Regions from separate parts of the Mus musculus genome. Here region 1 is linked to region 2. A link is a contact called in public Hi-C data. All regions are on one chromosome and are shown on one strand. The core of a region is the stretch at or near the end of the contact, and the rest is flanking DNA. Distances in the headings are between cores, read along the strand shown.

The links. Hi-C and Micro-C count contacts between places; a contact is called where the count stands out from the background.
Region 1: a Hi-C map of CD4 T cells shows a contact between it and region 2, with 2.1 times the contacts expected there. The contact joins two enhancer-like sites.

The regions. Positions count from the first base shown.
Region 1 is chr12:113,049,413-113,056,032 of GRCm38.p6, reverse strand. It overlaps Pacs2 (phosphofurin acidic cluster sorting protein 2), which reads right to left. Exons shown (of 24, transcript NM_001081170.1): 5 at 6,064-6,226; 6 at 5,443-5,516; 7 at 5,072-5,152; 8 at 3,743-3,802. Among named protein-coding and RNA genes, the nearest start is that of Tex22, 22 kb to the left of the region's middle. Within about 2 kb of position 5,147, at least 61 of the 459 cell types and tissues checked have an H3K27ac peak or open chromatin away from gene starts, as enhancers often do.
Region 2 is chr12:112,817,740-112,824,891 of GRCm38.p6, reverse strand. Cdca4 (cell division cycle associated 4) reads left to right here. Exons shown (of 2, transcript NM_001359234.1): 2 at 2,780-4,663. The coding sequence starts at 2,786. The coding sequence ends at 3,499. Among named protein-coding and RNA genes, the nearest start is that of Gm40588, 3.6 kb to the right of the region's middle. Within about 2 kb of position 1,516, at least 87 of the 459 cell types and tissues checked have an H3K27ac peak or open chromatin away from gene starts, as enhancers often do.

The sequences.
Region 1 (6,620 bases), core at 3,898-6,397, 230 kb before region 2:
GAAAGAGCTATGAGGAGTGGCTCCTCCTGTCCTTCCCATGAGGATGAAGACTGTCCTTGAAGAACAGGACTTCCCCAGACTCTCAATCTGCTGAGCCCTGATCTTGGACTTGCAGCCTGCAGACCCACGAGCCAGACACACTGGCTGTTGCATTACACATCCTGAGATGATTATCTACAGCTTAAACCAGCACAGAGTGGCAGAGAGCTACTGTATGCAGCAATACAACAGCAACAGAACAGGATGCTGGTAAAAAACAGAGCAGAACCCAAAGGTAAAAGTGTGGTTCTGGGAAAGACAGGTCACCTATGACAAAGCAGGAAAGCTGGGTGGATCTACAGGTAGATAGATCCAGGTGTTTTATGTAACGTAAGTAATAACACAGGGTATCTGGCAAAATAAACCTCCAATTTAGAGGGAGCCACGTGAACTCTCTTGACAGTTCACAATGATGTGCAAGGGGGAAAATGAGATAGAAATCAAGAGAAATGAACTTTAAAGATTCTGAAAAGTCCCAGTCAGACCAGGTTATAAAGAATCAAAGAAGGAGCTGGGGAGATGCCCAGCGGTTTATAGTGTGCACTGCTCTCACAGAGAACCAGAGTTAAGTTCCCAGCTCCCAAGAGAGGTAGTTCAAAGCTCTTTAACTCCAGCTTCAGGAAATCCAATGCCCATTTCTGCCTTCTGTGGGCACTGCAAGGCAACTGCACAAGCCACCCCTACCCCCCAGATGTCCATATGTACATACAATTAAAAATAAAGTATTTTTAAAAGTTCAAGTTTGGAGAGACTGGTAATGGCTAGAGGGAGCAAGGGACTGCTCAACAGGACAGAGGTGACCCCAAGATGCTTCCCTGCTGAGGACCTGAGGCCGCAGGTTCCAGTGGCTGCCCCTCAGCCTCAGAGCTGTCTTCACAGGGCCCAGGCAGCAGAACAATCCCACACATGGCCCAGGCAGCAACTGTAAGTGCCAACTCTCAATGTTTGCAAAAATGTAATCATTTTAAGTCGGTTGTCAAAGGATGTGCTATCCCTGGCAGAGGCCTGAGGTGGAAACAGGGTCATGTCGAAAAAGACCCACTCCAGTAGAGTGCAGAGGAACCATGGCAGTGGTATGCTCAGAAAGACCACAGTGCCAGCCCAAGAGAGCTGGAAGCTCATAGCTGCCACTGAGATCCTGTAGGCTGCACTTAGCAACACTGTGGGTTGCAGTACCAGGCCCTAGAACCCCAGCTCCAAGCCAATATGTCCTGAGAGCAGATTATTGAACCAAGGAAGGGTTTTCTAGCCTTAAGATTCAATGTTTGGGGAACAGAAAGGAGGCTCTTGCAGAGAGAATCGAGTTTGGCTCCCAGCACCCACACAGCAGCTTAAACCATCTGTAACTTCAGTTGTAGGGGATCTGCTGTCTCCTCCTCTTACCTCTGGGGGCATCAGGCATGCGCACCGTGCACTTATACACAGACAGGCAAAGTATTCATGCCTATAAAAGTCAATCAAAGCCGGGCGTGGTGGCGCACGCCTTTAATCCCAGCACTCGGGAGGCAGAGGCAGGCGGATTTCTGAGTTCGAGGCCAACCTGGTCTACAAAGTGAGCTCCAGGACAGCCAGGGCTATACAGAGAAACCCTGTCTCGAAAAAACAAAAACAAAAACAAAAAACAAAAAAAACACCAAAAGTCAGTCAATCCTTTCTCTTTCTTTCTTTTCTTTTCTTTTCTTTTTTTTTAAAGATTTAATGTTTGAGGTCAATGAGAATAAATAATATTTTTGCCAAGTCTAAGGACCTGAGTTTGATACCTGGGTCTCACATGGCGGAGTGAGAAACAGGCAGAAGTACATGCAAGTGCACACATGCATGCGTACACACACGCTAAGCAAGCAAGCAAGCAAGTAAATAAACAATGTGTAGAATGCCTTGCCCTACTGAGTGTTGGACTTCGGGGAGCAGTTACATCAGTTTCCTTTTCTCTGAGTTCCCAATACAATCTCTGCCCTATGCTGGTCTCTTAACTTACTCTGCACAGATTTCCTGCTCACACCCGACAAGTCCTGCTCAGCCACATCTGATGTAGACAGTTGCAGACACTCCAGTATTTATGAATCTGGTTAATGCTACAGTGAGTTAAGGCTATAAGGGCTGATGGGATAGAATGAATACATTTTGTATGAGGGGAAGGAATGAGTTGTAGGATCTAGAAACAGAATGTTTTGATCTGAATGCTGTGTCCCCCAAAATTATGCTGATACCTAACCCTCAAGGTGATTCAGTAAGAGGCCCTTGAATAGTGCCGCTCCCATCACTGTGTGAGGACGTGAGGATGCGGCACCATTCAGGAAGATCCAGTCCTCTCCCCCAGGAACTGGAGTTACAGATGGTTGTGAGCTACCATGTATGTGCTGGGAACTGAACCTGGATCTTCTACAAGAGCAGCCAACCAGTGCTCTTAACTGCTGAGCTGTCTCGATAGCCCCTGTCTGTATTTGGTTACAAAGACCTAGAAGTTTAGTTACAGCACAACGGCCATTTAAGATAATCTGCCGTCCCACACAGATGACTGCACACTCCAGGACAGCTGGTGGGTTGTGAGTGAGAGTCAGCCTAGACACAGCTCCTAGTGACGAGGAGTGCTGAGACAGAGGTGGAGCTATGGTTAGACATTCTTCTCCTCACATAAAAGGGAATGGTACAGGACAGATATCAAACAGCTCACATGGCTTGGTAACTTGCATGAATTCTACACAATGTGGGAGATTATGCCCTGACCACTGTCCAGGATATTGGCTACACTTTCCAGATTTTAGGCCGAGTCTTGGTACCCAGAACAAAAGCTGAGTATGTCAGGTTTATTTTGTTGCTTGGTAAGCATGGAACTCCATGGTCAAATCAACCTGCCTCTTCCTGCAAGCCTACAATGGTCCTAGGCTAGGCACTTTCCTTGCTGTGCGCCACTCTCAGCTACTCTGGGTCTGTCGCACAAAGAGATGCAAGCTTCAAGATATAGGGCCCAGAGGCTATTCCACTGAAACAGGTATGGTGTGCCAGGATAGGTACTGGCCCCGAAGAAAGCCCTTGAAGCAAAGAAGTGCCGCTCCCAGTACCTGCGTGTGGCCCTTGCACACATGGATGCAGAGGGTGGGGACATGTTCTGAGGACCAAACATCCAAATGTCCCCTCTCTACTGTGGGCACAGAATCTTGACTGTTTTTTGTGATTTTCTTTGGATTATGAACAAATTCAATACCTAAGACTGGGGATTAAAGAAAAATTAAAAAAACAAAGAGTCACAGTATGTTGGCCACAGAACAGGCTATGTATGTATGTATGTATGTATGTGTGTGTATGTATGTATGTATGTATGTGTGTATGTGTATGTATGTATGTATGTATGTATGTATGTGTGTGTGTGTGTGTGTGTGTATGTATGTATGTATGTATGTGGGAGCTGGAGCATGGAAAGTCTTGTTTCTTCTACTTGTTTTTTCTACAAACCTGAAACTGCTTCCCCAAATACTGTTTATATAAATCAATGCTCAACTCTCTACTGGGTCTTTCCAGTAGAAGTTTGGGGGTTTGGTTGCTGGCCTCTCTCACACAGCTGCCACCCAGGCTGGCAGGCAGAGGCAATCCCCCATGGATGGTAAATTCAGAACCCGATCTGGCCTGGAGGTTCACTGGAGCACTTCTTGCTCAGCATGACATCAAGGGGCCTTTGGCAGCTACAGAGCCCTGGCCCACTCACCTCCTCTGACACCTTGAACCTGCGCAGTAGCGCCACCACCTTCTGCTTGAAGTTCTGTTGCTGTAAGACAAGAAGCACAGGAAGCTCATGTAAGGAATGATGATGGGAGGGGCTACATTCCTGGGACAAAGCAAGGAACTGCACTCTGGTCTCTCAGTAATGAGGGACAGGAGGAGACACAGCTCACACACTATGAAAGCATAAACTGGACGCAGCTTTTACATGCAGCCATGTGCACATTTTTAGTGTTGGAAAGCACAGCCTGAGTCCAGACTCAGAAACGCCTGGGGAGCTGACAGTCCACAGCCACTAAGGGCGATTGAGGAAGGGCACAGGGTGGCTCTGCAGCCGCAGAAGCTTCAGCAGCCCCATCCAGGCTCTCTAGCGCCTGCCACAGCTCCACCTCCCAGGGAAGGTCCTGGCCTCATCCTCAGGAGGAAACTGCCACCCTGTGGGAGGCACTCAGGATAGCTCATGGTGGATGAGACCAGGGATCCTGTAAGCTCTGAGCTTAGTCAAGCTGCTCGCACTGTTGGCTGCAGTGCCTCTGCTCCAGCCACTGTCCTCTCAGTATGGCTACCCTTACAGAACTGACCCTAACAGGGAGGACTCTTCCTGCACAACCCCTCAGGCTGGCCCATGAACTCCAGATGTGCTGCCTGTGGTCAGGGGAGACCCAGTTTATATTCAGCTTCTGTACTGTGGCCACTGTCTGTCCACAACCTCCTCATACCTGCCAAAGGCTGACAGTGCTGTCCCTGGTCAGTATCGACAAGGGGCTACCCATGCCAGTCAGTCCTGAAGCCCAGTGCCGGGCTCTAAGGGCTGCAGGTCCATTGGTGGTCACCGGGCAGGATGAGAATGGGCTAAAGTCTACCCCGCATTTCCTCCCATGGGAAAGGCCTAACAGCTGAGTCTCTGTGCTGCAGAGCAGGCTCCACACAGGGTGAGTCTGAGTCCCACACTGACAGGACAACAACACCCAGTGGCCTCTATCTGTAGGCTTGTGGGCTTGAGGCAGCTATCCCAGCCTTATTCCAGATCCCAGGGCTCCATGACCATATAAAGCTGGAGTGGGGGCAGGAGAGAGTGGCAGCCAGAAGACATCCTTGTCTGGCTTATGTCCATTTTGAATAATAACAACTAGGTGCTAGTTAGACAGGATTCTGGACTCTGGGCAAGTGGGAATTCTGAGGCTCTTTCAGGCCATATATGAGGTCCTCAGGAAAGGCTGTCTGTCCTCTTTCCCACAGCCTTCCAGTGAGCCTCCCAGCCTCTGCCCACCCTCCTCACCCTTTCCCAGTGTTAGTAAAACGAGTTTCCACCGACCCTGGTCATGGACGTCGTTCTTACTATCGAGCGCCGCTGCTTCTTGGGTTTTCCCACATCAAAGTCGTCCTCGTCAAGATCCTGTACAGACAGAGGCAGAGAGCCTGAGGCCACCGCGCCCACACAGCAGCCCGCCCCACAGTGCAAGGGAGGCCATCACTGGGCAGTCAGCTACTATTAGTCCCAAACCCTGCAGAGTTGCCTACTAACATGTTGTAGGCCCAGGGAAGAAACAAACAGGTGTGGCACATATAGTCCCCTTCTCATCCTGTGTGGGCTCACTCAGGGAAGGCCCTCAGTCCCCAGCCCTGATCTACAGAGGTGGAAGAGGGAGGTGCCAGGTACCTCCCCATCTCAGGCTCAAACTTTACCTGCCCTTGTACAGCATCGTCACTGGCTTCTTGTTCAGAGGAAAAGCTCTCATACTCCTCCTCAGAGTAGTTATCTGTGGAATGAGCACACAGAAGGGAGAGTACCTCTAGATTCTACCCAACGCCATGGCGATGAGGTGGCAACAGAACCATGGGTGTCCCCTGGGAGCAGAGGGGAGACAGACCCGTGTAGACCAGGGAACATGGAGGCACAGCATTGGTGTCTCAAGGAACACGCCTGCTGACATGTTGGTGGAGTAAGGAACACGTCTGCTGACATGTGCCTGCTGGCATGTTGGTGGAGTAAGAGAGCAGGGGAAACAGAGCGACCCCCACTGTGATGGCAGCAGCAATGACAGGGGCCAAGCACCTTCTCCACACCAGAAACTGGGTGTTCACAACATCGAAGGCCACAGGATAGATCCATGGCACCTACATATCGAGGGTTCAGAGAACTTATAAATGAACTTCAACAGTGCACACGACTCCCTCAAAGCTTCTAGCTAGAGAAAAGCCAAAAGACTCTACCTTCTCCGACCACACTGGGACGGCCTCCCACACATGTGGCAGGAAGTGGCAAGAGCAGAGCGGGGTAGCAGAGGAAGGAAGGCAGTGACTCACCTGTGGACTTGGTCTTGGGGCCAGCCTGCATGGCACTATCCTCATGGTCGATGGGCTGGCTGGACAGGGAGACGATCCAGATCTCGGCCACCTTGACAGAGGCCTCTTTGATGCTGCTGCAGAGGCTCAGAACTTGGCCGCCCTCAGAGGGGTGCTGCATCACCTATGGAACATGGTTCTAGGTATCAGGAGGGCTTCCACCCCAGAGAGCTCCAATATTCAGGAGCAGGGCGCACCTAGTAGAAGGCTGGCAGGAAACCAGAGAAACCCCTGGGCAAAGCAGATTGGCTGAGCAGGGAGGTCAGCGCTGGGATTGGAATTTCTGACTGCAGATAGACGGAGGAGTGATCTATAGACCAGTCAGTTCTGGCACCCCTGCTGCCCCGTGGACATCACTCAAATTGTTCCTACCCCCACTCACCACTGTCTACTGTCCAGATGTCAGTAGCAGCCTCAGTGTGTGACAGTGGGGGCCACTCAGCCTTGGGGAAACGTATGTAAAGACTCATGAGGGCAGACGTCAAGGAGAAACAGCTTAACAAGCTAGCAAGGGCAGC
Region 2 (7,152 bases), core at 267-2,766:
GATGAGTTGAATGGGAGGTAAGATTCGCCCAATTCACATGAGAACAGCTCAGGAAAGAGGCTACTTGAGCACTGAGGGGTGCGATATGTGTGTATGGTAATTTTACAGAGGCAGGTTGCAGAGAACAAGCTAGACACAGGGAAAGACAGAACATGTTGGAAGTTGAGAAGGAGCCAGAAGATCAGAACATAGTGGCAAAGTTAGTATGAGGATCAAACAGAGCAATTCAGTTAGAAGCTGAAAGAAGCTGGACTGAATCAGTCAATTTGGAAGATTAGATTGTATGGAGGCTAGAAGCTTCCAGTCCTAGGCCTAGGGATAGTTAGAACACAGAAAGAAACACTTTGCTCTCAGACCAAGCTGTCCATTTGTGGAGTAAGACAGGACGCTAGTGTAGCCCAGGCTGGCCTTTAATGCGAGTGATCCTGCCTTTTGAATACAGGGCTCATGAGTACGTGTTGCTGGTTTTGGTGTACTGTGAGCCATCTCCAGGTGTGAGTCTCTGAAGCATGTTTATCTTTCATTTTTTTTGTTTTTTGTCTTATGACCCTCAGTTTAATCAGGGTTGCTTTTGTTAACATGGGTAGGAGTTACTGGAGCAAGGGCAATTTAACCTTTGGTGACTACACCACCAAAGAAAGTTCCTCTCTCCCCCAGCTACCTTTTGTGTCCACTTCTTTCTCTCATTCATGAAAGAGATGTAATGGGCTTCCGTCCTGTGCACACAACTGAGCTGCTGTGCTTTCCTGTGTGTAGCAGCTGGCCGCGTCCAGACAGCAGTTCACAAAACTCCTGATTATCTGTCTCTGTGATTCTTTCTGGCCGGTCCCAGGATGTCTCTGGGCCCTGGAGCCAGGGAGTGTTGATGTAGGTGTCTGGTTTAGGGCTAGGCACTCACCAGTTCCTTATTCTTGGTATTTTGGCCATTTACGAGTGTGCATTATCGCCTACCTTATAATGAAGGAGAGGAGCTTACTACCAAGGAAACTAGTAAGTCCTGGCTTTCCTGGACCAAGCCAGCCTCTGTTTCCTGGGTGCTGAAAGTATAAAGCATGAGCCTCTGGCAGGCGAGTGCTTGGTAAACTTTTATTGGATTTGGAGCTAGAGGGATTTGGTGGTTAAGAACATGGCTGCTATTCCAGGGAACCTAGTGTTTTCCCAGCACCCACTTGACGACTCACAACTTCGAGTAACTTCATTTCCATGGCATCTGACAGCCTGTTTGGCCTACACAGGCACTGTACACATATGGTGCAGACAGACACACAGGCAAAATACCTACACACATAAAATCTTTAAAAATAAATAAACGTAGTTTGTATTTGAACACTTGTCCCCAGATGATGGTGCTGCCTTCGAGGTTATGGAGCCTTTAAGATGTGAGCCTTGCTGAAAGTAAAACTGGAGGCAGGCTTTGAAGTTTATTTATACCTTGGCCCTACTTTCTCTCTGCTTCCTGTGTGCAGATGGCACGTGATCGCCCTGCTTCCTGAGGCCAGGTTGGCCTCACTGTTCCACTGCCTGGCTCTTCCTGTGTGAAGGACTGCAAGTGTATCCCTTTTCCTGTGTGATGGGCTGGCTGCAAGTGTATCCCTTCTTCACTGCAAACCCCAAACTAAGTTGCTTCTTGTCAGGGCAGTCTATCATAGCAACAGAAAAATAACTAATATGACTGCGATACAGACATTTCTTTTTTGGTGGTAGTATTAGGTGTGCTTGAAGGATCTGTGTTTAACCAGCTGTTCTCTTGAAATCCTTCTGCATTCATCTCCAGAGTAGAGGGATTAGAAGTAATGAAAGTGTATTTCTTTTCATTTAAAAAAAATCAGCTTCATGTTTAAAGCCACTTTAGGCTACATTTCCCACACCACTCCTCTTTTACTTAGCTTGGTGTGGGATATGTTAGGAACTAAGGACTATGGCCACACTTGTCTAGGCGTGTTCTCTCACCTGAGATCTCCTGTCCCCACCCCTCTGGCCAGCTGGTGCCTTGTCTTGCCATTGCATGAATATGAGGAGGATGGAGTTGCCTGGGTGTGGCCTCTGGAGACTGCCTGCCTTTTCTCTGGCCCATAATTCCAGTGGGAGTCCTGGGTATTTCAACTGGATTGTTTCCAGGTTGCGGCAACTGTAAGAGTACTATAAGCATTTTTGTACAAGTTTTTACATGAATCTTAGTTTCCCTTTCACTGGAACAGATACACTAAAGGTCACATAATTATATAAAGATCTGTGACTTTGAAAGAAGAAAAGGTAGCTATAAAGAAATCCTAAAGTTTATGTATTTAGGAGATTCTGTTAAGAACAACTTGGCATTTAATTTCAAATGTATTACTTAAAATAAAAATGTTTAGGGACTAGAGAGATGGCTCAGCAGCTGAAAGATGTTGTCACACAAGTATAAAGACCAGAGTTCCTGTCCCAATACCTGGATTTTTGTTCTCTTTAAAAGACATTTTTATGACTGGGTGTAGTGGTGTCATCTTTTAATCTCAGATTTGGAGAGGTTGAGGCAGGAGGCTCACAAGCTCATTGTCAGCCTCTGTGACGTAGCAAGATACTGTCTCAAAGTAACAGTACCATATTTTTCATTTGTGTTCATTTATCTGTTGATGAAAGTTATGCTACAACTGAGTTTTGTTATCAGTGGCAGCGGCTCTGCTTGAGGCAACCTCTCAGATAGTGTCTCGGGTACTTCTGTGTTGTCACTTCTTTAGCTGTCAGGAAGCCAGGAAGCTGAGGTATGCTAACTAAATGGTGTCTCTCTTGGTTCTCACAGGACAGGATGTTTGCTAGAGGGCTGAAGAGGAAATATGGTGACCAGGAAGAAGGAGTAGAGGGTTTTGGCACTGTCCCTTCCTATAGCCTGCAGCGACAGTCACTCCTGGACATGTCCCTTGTCAAGCTCCAGCTCTGTCACATGCTAGTGGAGCCCAATCTCTGCCGCTCGGTCCTCATCGCCAACACAGTCCGGCAGATCCAGGAGGAAATGAGCCAGGATGGTGTGTGGCATGGGATGGCACCCCAGAATGTAGATCGGGCACCAGTTGAACGCCTGGTGTCCACAGAGATCCTGTGTCGTACAGTGAGGGGAGCTGAGGAAGAGCACCCTGCTCCTGAACTGGAAGATGCTCCCTTGCAAAACTCGGTTTCCGAGCTCCCCATCGTTGGCTCAGCACCAGGGCAAAGGAACCCTCAGAGCAGCCTCTGGGAGATGGACAGCCCACAAGAAAACAGGGGAAGCTTTCAGAAGTCACTGGACCAGATATTTGAGACCCTGGAGAACAAAAACTCCAGTTCAGTGGAGGAACTCTTCTCAGATGTGGACAGCTCCTACTATGACCTGGACACAGTGCTAACAGGAATGATGAGTGGGACCAAGTCCAGTCTCTGCAATGGCCTTGAGGGCTTTGCTGCAGCCACCCCTCCTCCCAGTTCCACTTGCAAGTCTGACCTGGCTGAGCTGGACCATGTGGTAGAGATTCTGGTGGAGACCTGAGAGGCCACCCCAGTGGGCTAAGGGTGAGGCCACCAGTCCCCATGGAGCTCACGTGTGTTGTGACCCAGAGACAGATAAGCACTTGTCCTAAGAGGGGCTCTGGCTCTTGAGCTCATTATCCTTTTGTGTGACATTGGACTCACTGTGGAGGATGGTGTGTCACAGCTATGTCTAGTCTATTTTCAATTAGATAGGTGAACTTTCTAAAATTAAGTTTTATATGTTTTTGGGCAATATTTTGTCTTAAGATATATTTTTTAAACTTTTTATACTTTAGATTTTTTTCAGCTATTTTCTTAAAAGTATATTTTTTCTACAAACATCCTCTGCTGCTACATTAGAAACATTTATAACCTAAATACGATTGGTGTGTCATTTTAAAGGTTTAAATAGAAAACTTCTTTTGTTACTGAGTCTCTACACTCCCAAGGCAACTGTAAATGTAGCCGGCCGGGTGTTTACATGAGAGGCTCCAGTATGGTCTACATTCTAGTAGAGCTTGAAAAGAACCATGCACAGCTCCACTGCCCCCTCACTGGGTCTGCTCTGGCGGATCGGAGCTCTCTTCCTAGCCCCGTGTGCAGGATGGCTTTATTTATGCCTATTTATATGTAAATGCCACTGAAAGCTAAGGTCTTACTCCTGGAAATCCCAACACCAGTTCTTCAGGGACTGCTGTGAGGCAGTGCCTTATGCAGGTCTTGTCCTTGGCCATCACTGTCTGGTTCCCAGCCCAGCACATGTGACATGAGGACATGACATGCCCGAACCACCCAGCACCACATGCTCCATGTCAAGTGTGTACGTGGAGACCACTGGCTCCCAGGCCTGTGCTCAGAGAGGGTGTGCAGTCCTACGTGTGCTGGGGGGGACGACGGTGACCTGTGCTTGCTTGCTTTTAAAATGGTGCTTGGACGTTTTAAGGTTAAAAACAATCCGACTCCATATGATTTAGGGCTCCTCCACCCTGGGGTGGCCCCTATGCTGTCTGCTTGGATCTCAAAGTCTTGGTACTCGGCACTGTCAGACTCCACCCCATGTATCCTTTTTGTTTCTCTTGTGCTTTTTTTGGACTTCCCAACCTGAGCCTAAGGTTTTATTTTATATGTGCTTCAATATCAACAATGTAAACCTCACTTTATTAAAAGTATCCAGCAAATGGAATGTGTTAGGAGCCTTTTTTTTCTATCTTAATCCTTCAAGTGAGCTTGCTCTATCCTGTGTGGTTTTGGCATTTTATATGCTTTGTAATGTAGACAAACTTTTTGTGGTAAACAGGCAATGGGGTTATTTTCCTGACCTTATGGCTCCCAAGGCAAAATTCTCCCTTCCCTTTCAGCCCCTGCTTGCCTTCCCTGGGCCTAGGGGGTCTGAAGGAACAGAACAGACTGGCTCATCCCCAGGTCTGTGAGCAGTCCTAAGGCTTTCTCCTTTATCAAAGCTAGTTTAAAGTGGTCTACTAATAAGCCTAAAGCAGGAGTTTTCTTTTAACGTTTTATTTATGCCTGTGTGGAGGTCAAAGGACAACTTGCTAAGTCAACCTTTCCTCTGAGCCCAGGGATGGAACTCATTTCAGCTGAACAATCCCGGTGGCCCTAAAGCTATATTTGCTTGTTTGAAGCATTTCTGCTTCTCGTAAAAGTAAGATCTTCGGAGAACGAGGCATGCCAACTTGTCCTGGAACTCACTCTGTAGTCCAGGCTGGCCTTGAACTCAGAAATCGCCTGCCTCTGCCTCCCGAGTGCTGGGATTAACGGCGTGCACCACCACACCAGGCTGCATGTCAGCTTTTAAGATGCTGCTTTTAGGAAGTGCTGGGAGGTAGTGACCAGCCTCGCCAAGGCCTCTTCGCCCTGCTGCCTTCAGTTTTCTTCCTGGATAGTAAATGTGGACTTTGGAAGGCAGTGAGCTCCAGCTTATAATTGCTGAGTTTCCTAGGCACCTCCTGCCAGGTTTAATCATGCATGTGACATTTTTAGGATAGATACAAATTTGATGACTAGGAGCAGACTTTCCATGTGTTTGCTTTGTTTACAAATGCTTAACTAGGAATGCACTGCAAAAATCCCAGCACTTGAGAAGCAAGAGGATTGCCAAAAATTCAGGACTAACTTAGGTAATACCAAGCAGGGCCCATGGAAGGAACACTGGCCAGTATGCCTCTTGAGTAACCATTTGGTCAGCAGACCAGGAACATCGGTGCTCCTGCTGAGCTGTCCCGGCCTTTCTTGCTCAGTACTGCATGTACCTCGAAAAGTATCCCAAATGTGTTCAAGATTGGACCCCACAACATTTTTCATCAGAGATAGGGTAGTATCCTACCCCTCTGAAGATCTAATCAAAGTTAGGTTGTTGAGTGGTGTTACCACTGATACGGTGGTCCCCATTCTCCAATAACATTTCTGCCCACACATTTGCATACAACCTAATTAGACTAGGTCACTTTTTTTTTTTAAAGGACATGTAACTAGGAAGAAGACTGGGAAGGAAGGGTTCAGAGGGAGAAGGGATGTGTCAAGTATATGAACTGCATCTGCCACCTCTCCTTGGGTTCCTGCCCACCTCCCTCTACACAGTTGACTTTGATGTATGGTCTTAGAGGTAGGACGTTTCTGAAGAGGGGTCCCGTGTTAACTCCTGGATATCTTCGTTGAGGTGAGCAGAACACTGCTAGAATAAGAACACTTGACTCCCTGGTCTACAGAGTGAGTGCCAGGACAGCCAGGGCTACAGAGACCCTGTCTGGAAAGAACACTTGACTGTGAGGCACACCACTATTGAGCTGACTCCTACCTTCCAACATGCTCCCATTCTAGGGCTCCATGTATGTTGCCTTACTGCTGACCCTGTCGGTTGGGACAAATCAAAGTGCAGGACACAAACCAAGATGAGGTCCCTGCTGCCCCTGAGCTGAAGCAAGCTAGCCTAGAAGATGGCCCTCAGTAGGCTCAGACTCAGGTTCTTCCAAAGTTCCACCCTGCCCTTTCAGCTTGCCATGAAACAGGACAAGTCACCATGCTGAAGAGGGCAGAAGGTAGGAACAGGAATCAGGGTGTGCAATACCCAAAGCAAAGCCAACAGTCGAGTAAGCCTCGAATCTAGGCCTCTTTCCTCCTGTTTGCCCAGAGCCTGGGTGAGGCTGGGGTCCTGGTTCCTCCAGTGCATCAAATCCCAGTTCTTGGTGAGGAAGGACAAGGGCACTGAGGACTTGTTGCTTTCCAGTGTTGGCAGGGGCACCCTGTCTCTCAGTCATGTTTCTCTAGGATGCTCTGGGCAGCTTCACCTCTCGAGAGCAGGGAGCATTTCAGAGCACTTGCAGGGTGCTCTGGCTTAACTTGTTCATTCCTGCTTTAGTAGACAGAAATTGCATACACTTATGGCATGTATGATGTTTTCAGATATCTGGGATAGCTATATGAAGCTGGTGGTGATCAAAGGCATTACCTCAGCGGTTATTACTTGAAAAATGAGAACACTTAAAATCTTTTCAGTCATTTCTGAGAATATATGTATATAATTTTCTAAAAGACAGTTGTGTTAGAGTTTTACTGCTGTGAACAGACACCATGACCAAGGCAACTCTTATAAGGACAACCTTTCATTGGTTCCAGGTTCAGAGGTTCAGTCCATTATCATCAAAGCAAGACCGTGGC